2 separate regions of the Oryctolagus cuniculus genome follow, and region 2 is linked to region 1. The links are chromatin contacts, called in public Hi-C maps. All regions are on one chromosome and are shown on one strand. The core of a region is the stretch at or near the end of the contact, and the rest is flanking DNA. Distances in the headings are between cores, read along the strand shown.

Evidence for each region. Hi-C and Micro-C count contacts between places; a contact is called where the count stands out from the background.
Region 2: a Hi-C map of an unstated tissue shows a contact between it and region 1, with 2.1 times the contacts expected there. The contact joins the enhancer-like site here to the promoter of LRCH1 in region 1. A contact is called at or near these places in 2 of 6 Hi-C or Micro-C datasets (ear pinna and an unstated tissue).

Annotation. Positions count from the first base shown.
Region 1 is chr9:65,529,094-65,533,468 of mOryCun1.1, reverse strand. LRCH1 (leucine rich repeats and calponin homology domain containing 1) reads right to left here and starts at 2,266. Exons shown (of 19, transcript XM_051832282.2): 1 at 1,706-2,266. The coding sequence starts at 2,021.
Region 2 is chr9:65,578,848-65,582,769 of mOryCun1.1, reverse strand. All of the region lies in intron 1 of LRCH1 (leucine rich repeats and calponin homology domain containing 1), which reads right to left. Among named protein-coding and RNA genes, the nearest start is that of LRCH1, 50 kb to the right of the region's middle. Within about 2 kb of position 2,304, at least 2 of the 8 cell types and tissues checked have an H3K27ac peak or open chromatin away from gene starts, as enhancers often do.

The DNA.
Region 1 (4,375 bases), core at 1,017-3,516:
TAAATATGTGCAACTGAAGCTTCTAATTGAAAACTCAGAAAACCCACAGCCTAAGTTGGCAATCAGCAAGCAGAGAGGAGAACAGGCTGTCTTACCACCCATGGTGAGATCTTCATTGAAAGATAATGGTCCCCCTTTTGAGACGACTGCTTTTCTTAAGTGCCAAACACAGCAGACACAGGAGGTTCACCCAACTTTGAAAGAAGCCTCAGCATACTCAAGGTAGGAGAAGAACCTGGAGCCCCTCCACGGGGCTGTGCAAACCCCTATTATGATTGTGGTGTCATGTGCACTCAATGGCGGAAGCCAAGTGGAATTTAGCCTTATTTAAGGTTAATCATTCAGGCAATTCTCGAAATAAGTGACACTTGAGAAGATGTAGCTCCAGAGATTCTATCAAAAGAGACTCCCGGGCTGCTGGGAACTCCACTCTGGAAACTCCCTCTTTCTGGGCCATTCTTGTCTATCCCTGAGTCCTAATGACAAAGTTGAATGACCCCGGAGGGCCAGTGCTCTCTGCCTCCAGTGAACTCAGAACCCTGTCTCAGTATTCATTAGGGTTCCGAATAAATGTTTATTGAATTAAAAGAAAGGAAAGGGTGCTGGCAAACTGCCTTCCAAAAACCCAACTGCCGGCACCCTGGCCTCACTGCCTTCTCCCTTTCAAATGGAAACTGGGAGATCTTAAACTGCTAAGGATCCCAGGGAACCGACTCCGGGTCTGCGATGACAGTGACTCACAGAGGGGCACCCACCGCCTTGGGAAATGTTGGGTGCTTGCCAGGAGGCAACCACACCCAGCTCCCAGTCCAGGGAGCTGAACCAGACGGCACAGTCAGAAACCAACAAGTCAGTTCTGCCCAGATCCCAAGGCCCCGGCCCCAGCCCCAGCCCACCACCCGCCTTCCTGTTTATGGATCCCGCTCCTACAACCAACCCTAGCCACCAAAGAGAAAGCAGACGTCTCAGAAATATGTCAACACATGACATAACTTGAAAAACGCTGGCTGCCTATTGGCGCGAGTTACAACTTGCCGGGCTCACGCAGGAAAACCGGCTCGCTTTAATTACTTTTCTTTTAATAGGCTACGCTTTGCCTCCCAGGGCCCCCGCAGAGCTCGAGTTACTGGGCACCGGGCAGCCTCCCTCCGAGGAACCACACCGTGTGGGCGGTGAACTAAAGGCACGGCAAGAAGGAACCGATCGCCTCCGAAGCGGCGGCCGAGGCGGATGCAGACCGGCGCCTGGGCACCTCCTCGAAGCCGGCACCCGGTGGCACCCAAGGGGGGACCCCGCGGCGCGGCGCCGATGCCCTCGGGTCGTCCGGGGCGCGCCACCTTTGTCTGGTTTCCCCATCCGGACCCCAGCGAAGCCAACCTGCAAAGGGGGTTTGACCCGGTTGCAGGCGCGAACGCGGCCGCCTGCAACCTCCCACTTTCACGGGGCGCACAGCGACCGCCTGGAAGTCCCAGCCCCGCGCGGCCACTTCCCTCTGCGCCGCCGCGGGGTGGGGAGCAGGGGACCCGCGCGCTTGCCGGCGCACCCCGATCTTCCCGAGCCCGCTTCTCCCGCGCCCACTCGGGAGAGCTTCTGCGAGCGGACCCCCGGCGAGGCCAGATCTGACTGGTCACCGCGTCCGGGCAGGCGCGACAGCCAGCCGCACCGACATCCACACCCACCGCCTGCCCCCGGGGCCCTCGCTCACCTGCCTGCACCGTGTCCGAGAGGTCGTGGCCGGGGGCCGCGGTCCTGGGAAATTCCTTCAGTTTCCTGGCACTGAGGTTCAAGCCCCCGGAGTGGACCGCCTCCTCCAGCGCGCGCTCCAGACCCCGGTTCAAGGGCAGGTTGAAGCCCCCGCTGCCGCCGCCGCCGCCGCCGCCGCCAGTCCCGCCGCCAGCCCCGGTGCTCCCGTGGTGGTGGTGGTGATGGTGGTGGTGGTGGTGAGGGTGATGATGAGGGTGCAGGCTAGCCGCCGAGAGGGCAGGGACGAAAGGTTGGGGTTCGCTTGCCGGCGTCGCCATCTTCGCCCGCGCCCCCCCACCCCGCCCCGCCGCTCCTGCGGGGGGGGTCGCAGCTTTTCCCCTCGGCAGCCGCTGCCGAGTCCCTAGGGTGCTCCACGGAGAGACGCCGGCAGCAGGCGAGCAGGCTGCGGGCAGGCGCGCGGCTGGGGGCGGACGGGAGGCGGCCGCGGCGGCTCAGTCTTGAAGGTTTCCTGTCCCCGGGCAGCCGCGGAGTGCTGCGGCGGCGGCGGCAGCGCGCATGTGTCTCCTCCTCCTCCTCCTCCCCTGCGCCCTCCTCCGCCGCCTGCTCCCTCCGCCTCCTTCCCCGCGCGCGGCCCGCGCTGCCCCGAGCCTTCCTGCACGCACGGCTCGCGGTCGGGGTCCGTGGGAGCTGCACGTGTGCTCGGGGGAGGCTTACAGTTAGGGGCCCATCAGGTTTGGGGGGGACACCAGATTCTTTAGTTGAGGGGGGAGGTAATTAGTGGATGCGGTCGCGGCGAGGGGGAAGAATCCTCTCTGAACCCCAGTTCCCCGGGTTTTGTAGATTAGGTACAGCTCAACGGGCACCCCCGGCGTTGAGGCTCGTCTGATTTGGCTACACTGCTTAGGAGTGTATAGCTGTTGCGTTAATCCAGCAACCCGTGGGCGGAAAAATTGCTCCTCTCGGTGTACAGAGCAAGTTAAGGAACTTCGCTGGGGCAGAGGGGCAGCTGGATTCGAACTGGTAGCCCTGGGACTTCGGTTCGCGCCCTCTTATTGAGCATATGCCCGCGGCCCCGCTCCGGCGCCAACAACGAAATGCTTGGTGCCGAGTGACAGGAGAGAGTTGCGGTATAGACGCGGGACCTTGAGCATGCAGGTCGTTTGCAGGGTGGACAGGACACTGTGTCGTTCGCGGGAACCGGAGCCCCGGGATTGGCGGGGCCCCGAGAAATCAGAACGCCTCGCCTCCTCCGTGCGCCCTGCGGCGCACCGGAACTCGCGTTCTGCCTTCCGACACCCGGCGGAGAGCACCCAGGCCGAGGCTGGCACTTCTGTCGGTGATTTGGCTTGGGGAAATGAGGCTGGGGGCGGTCAAGCACACAAACTGGAGCGGGGGAGCGGGTCTACAAGCTGTGGTGCCGAAGCGTGGCTGGAGCAACAGGCCGGAACGTATGACTGCATGGACCCGGCGCTTCAGTGTGGCAGGAGCTACGTCCCCTGCAAGGACTACGCATAGTCGCCCTTAAATCCTACGGGATTCTTGGCAGCGAGCAAAACATTTTCATTGCTGGGAGGAGACCAGCGCCACCTGCCGGTATTTCCCCCCCCCCCCGCCCCCGAAACCTCCTCTCTCACGCCAAGGACACAAATCAGACTTCAAAACTAGTAATAATAATATATGAGAGTACTTTTACACGACGTGAAAATTAACCTACCTCCTCCTCTCCTTAAAAAGCCAAGTGAACAACATAGATAAGCACAGAAAAAAACTGCAGTTCAAAATCTTCGCGGAAACCAGAGGGATGTGATGAGTGTCCAGGATGTGGGTGGAGCCACCTTCCCACTGCCTGCAAACTTAGTCCAAGAATTGTGGTATCACACACAGCAAAGGTTTTTTGTTTTTTTTTTTTTAAAGACTACCAATTATCTGAGTAGAGAAAATGATGAGAATATGAGTTCACGATGGGTCCTTATGATAGACTGACCTAGTACTGCAGTTTGTTTCCCATTCTACAGATTACTAAAGTGTAAAATCCTTGAGGCAGACCCAGTGCCCATTTTTTCAACTCCCCCCCCACCCCCATAACCCGGAGCCCAGGGAAGTACTCTGTGCGCAGTGAGTGTTGGTGATTAAGCATTGCACGTTAGTTAGGCCATGTGTTCAGCAAGTTACTGCTTGTTGGAAGTTTCCGATCATTTCCCTGAACGAAGAAGTTTTTCCTTAGGATGCAGGAGAGCACTTGACCCTGAAAGCGGATCTGCCTTCTCTCTAAATGCTTAGGAAACTTGACGAGCCATTTCCCCGGCTGTCTTGCTTCTCCACTACTTCTTTGGTAAGATGGACATTTCTGGTTGGTTTAATACCCTGTTTACTTCCGAAAGCAGGCCCGAAGTGGAGTTCTGACCAAACCACGGGGCGTCCTGACTGTGCAAGCCCTGCGACGTGACTGTGTCTGTGTCTGATTCCCTCTTTTTACCTCCGGGAGCTATTCAGTGTATTTGTAATACATTCTGCTTGTTGCTGAGTCCATTTCATTTGATTTCCTGTGAATGCGTCCCAGAGCCCTAATTAACATATTGACCCCATCTTCGTCTTTACTCTCCTTATTTTCCCCATAGCCCTATTTTTAGACAGTCTGATAATCTTTTACAAAGCATTTGGATGAGGGCGC
Region 2 (3,922 bases), core at 1,055-3,554, 49 kb before region 1:
GCCAGTTCTAGTCCTGGCTGCTCCTCTTCCGATCCAGCTCTCTGCTGTGGCCCGGGAGTGCAGTGGAGGATGGCCCAAGTGCTTGGGGCCTGCACCCAAATGGGAGACCAGGAGGAAGCACCTGGCTCCTGGATTTGGATTGGCGCAGCTCCGGCCGTTGTGGCCATTTGGGGAGTGAACCAGCAGATGGAAGACTTCTCTCTCTGTCTCTACCTCTCTCTATAACTCTATCAAATAAATAAAATAAATCTTAGAAAAACGATACTAATTGACTTATGTTTTTGGTGCATGAATATCAGGGTCACAGGCAACAGCATGATCACTTACAAAAGCCTAACTAGCCCACATATTTTTCTCTTTAAGCTACACCTTAGCCATCTTGCCCTGAGTATACTGAACAGCCTTTTGGGCTTGGGCTCAGAAGCCATTTTCAGCCATAAAATCACAAAGGAGAAGTATGAAAATACAAAAAGCCGGTCACCAAGCAGACTGCAACAAGGACACGAGTACACAGTCGGAGCGATAAAACAAGAAGGCAGTGTCGCTTTGTTCAACCTCAGCTGCCTATGTGCACCCTGAGCTACTCAAATTCTTGTTGCCCTCTGTGTGTCTGTCAATGATGACAAAAGTCCCCCAAGTGCTGATCTGAGGGTCACAAATAAATTTTAACAAGTTGACAACTTCACGAATACAGAATCCTTGAGTACCAAGGATCGACTGTATTAACCATCTTGAAATGCACCTAGAATTTTCTAAATGTACAGTAACAGTAACACTATGAAGTCTACCCAACCAACAGTGGTGACCCTTGGAAAAGGTCATTTGAAAATTCAAGTTGTCTGAGCTGCACACACATTGTGCACCAGTCACTGCCTGCAAGGGGCGGAGGCTATGTTCCCCGGGGCACCAAGTATAGCAGGTAGAGTGCGGGGCCAACGGCCCACGGCTACAGGCCCAGCAGTGTGGACCACCAGCCTCTACCACCACATCTGCAGGACTCTGATCCAGTCCCAGGCTGCTCATCCCCCCAGGCTGGGATTTCCCACAGCCTCCAGAAGGCACTTCCTCAAAATCACTCCCTTTGTCTATGAATGCCTTTAGCGTCTCATCTGATTGTTACTCCAAGTTAATTCATGGACATCCTTTTACAGTCCAACAACAAGATCTCTGTTCATGAGATCTCCGTGTCATTTCCATACATGTGCTTAAGATAAAATTCAAGACTGGATAAATGCCCAATTTTTTTTTCAGTTTGCTACTCAGGGCAACACCAAGTGTCATACACTGTAAAGATGGAAACATCTGGCACAGATACTGTAACACACACAGGATCCTTGTAAAATAACTAATGACTTTTGGAGAAGCACAGCCTTCGATTTACAGTCCCTGCCAGATGGCACCACATCACACCGCCTCCACGAGGCTGGAGAGGAGGGACAGCCGTGGTCCCCAGGGTCCCGGGAGTTCCACGGGATCACAGCACTCCCTCGGGGCTGAAGCGTTCACCTACAGCAAGTGCAACTCTCTTGTCAAGGACAGCTAAGAACCCTAACTCCCTCCCCCAGGGCAAGCTTCCCATGCTCAGCTCCTCCTCCTTTCCTGTGATACGAAAGTAGGAAGTCACCGCTCTCGGAAACTTCTGCTTTTTAGAAGTCTCAAAACGGAATGCTCTTTGAAAAGCCTGGCTGGTATATTACAACTGAAAACGTTTGCAAGGGACTGGCATTGTGGCACAGTGGGCAAAGCTGCTGCTTGAGACACCGCAAGTCACCACTGCTCCACTTCCAACCCAGCTCCCAGCTCATGGCCTGGGAAAAGCAGCAGAAGACGGCCCAAGTCTCTGGGCCCCTGCACCCACATGGGAGACCTGGAAGAAGCTCCTGGCTCCTGGCTTTGGTTTGACCCAGCCCTGGACGTTGTGGCCATCTGGGGAGTGAACCAGCAGATGGAAGATCTTTCTCTCTTTCTCTTTCTGTCTCTCTCCTCCTCTCTCTGCCCAACCCTCCCCACAACCAGCTCTCTCTTTCAAATAAATAAATCCATAAAAAAAGAAAAGGCTTTTAAGTCTTCATTAAAATGACTAATATGATTAAAGATCCATTGGAAGTCCATATTTACTTCCCACCTTACACTGAGTGGTCAGAGACAACGCTGGGCCGTGTGCTGAGCTTCCTAAGGCTGGCTTGACGCCATGCTAGTCGCCAGCAGATTCCACGTCTGGGCCAACTCACATGTGCCCAGGGCCCTTCCTGTTCTCTCTCTTTCCATGAGTCTGTTCCTGTCAGGTGCAAACGCTCCAGAAATGTAGAACTGTGACATCTGAACTCACACTGACTCATAGCTGGAACCCATCTTCCTCTTCGGAGTTCACAACTGTAGACAAACGAAATCTAAGATGACAGTTCAAACAGAAAGGTATGCGCAAGTCTCGAGTGCAGATGCAGCTTCAGTCCCAGCCGCCTGTGCCTGCGGGAACAGCTTCGCTAACAAAGCTCAGAGCGCCACGGCTGCTAGTTTCTATCTATCTATCTATCTATCTATCTATCTATCTATCTATCTATCTATCTCAGGTCCTCCGGGAAGAGGCCGACACGGATATAAATTGTATGTCCCTATCCAACAACCCAGAAAAGACTCCGAAAGCATCGTGGACATGCAGAGCCGCTCTGCCACACCAGCGATGAGGACGTCGGAGTAGGCCAGGCTTACAGGCAGCTCCCTCGGAGAGCCGTGCTACCTGCCAACAGCCAAGCATCAGATCTTCACCTGCCCTTAGCTCCCGGGGTCAGGGTGGGGGCAGAAAACGAGTCACCTACATGCAGCTCAATCAAGTCTGCCACAGAGATACAGATTGTGGTCTACAGGGGTGAGAGAACACGCCTATAAATGACCAGGACTTTTAGGCTGAGAGTGCCCAGGGCAAAAAGTAAACCTGGGTACGACCATCACAAGGAGGGTTAGTAAAATACATACGGTAGACTCAGCATACGTAATACAGACCGTGGAAGGTCACAGACGGTCTCAGTACCGATATTCAAGGGTGTGAATGTGGCTTAGATAAAAATCTACTCATGAGACTCGCTTCACAGACACAGACCCTTGCATCACCTAAAAGAGAAACAATCAAGTCTTTGCAGAGAATGCTCTCATGGGGTGGCGCTGTGGCACAGAGGGTTAAGCCCATGTGGGCGCCAGTTAGAGTCCTGGCTGCTCCACTTCCAATCCAGCTCCCTACTAATGTGTGTGGGAAAGCAGTGGAAGATGGCCCCGAGTGGGAGATCCAGAAGAAGCTCCTGGCTCCTGGCTTCATCCTGGCCCAGTCCAAGCCATTGCAGCCATTTGGGGAATGAATCCCTGGATGAAAGATCTCTCTCTCTCTCTCTCTCTCTGTAATTCTGACTTTCAAATAAATAAATAAGAACACGCTGGTTCCTGCCTCCCGAGACAGTCCCCACGTGTCAGAGCCAGAATGTTTTCATTTCAGGAGGCACTACCCATACACTTGAAAATTGAGGTGCAGGCTGGTGCTGCGGCTCACTAGGCTAATCCTCCGCCTGCAGCACCCGCACCCCTGGTTCGAGTCTGGGTTGGGGCGCCGGATTCTGTCCCGGTTGCTCCTCTTCCAGTCCAGCTCTCTGCTGTGGCCCGGGAAGGCAGTGGAGGATGGCCCAGGTCCTTGGGCCCTGCACCCACATGGGAGAGCAGGAGGAAGCACCTCGCTCCTGGCTTTGGATCGGCGCAGCACTGGCAGTAGCGGCCATTTGGGGGGTGAACCAATGGAAGGAAGACCTTTCTCTCTGTCTCTCTCTCACTGCCTAACTCTGCCTGTGAAGGAAGGAAGGAAGGAAGGAAGGAAGGAAGGAAGGAAGGAAGGAAGGAAGGAAGGAAGGAAGGAAGGAAGGAAGGAAGGAAGGAAGGAAGG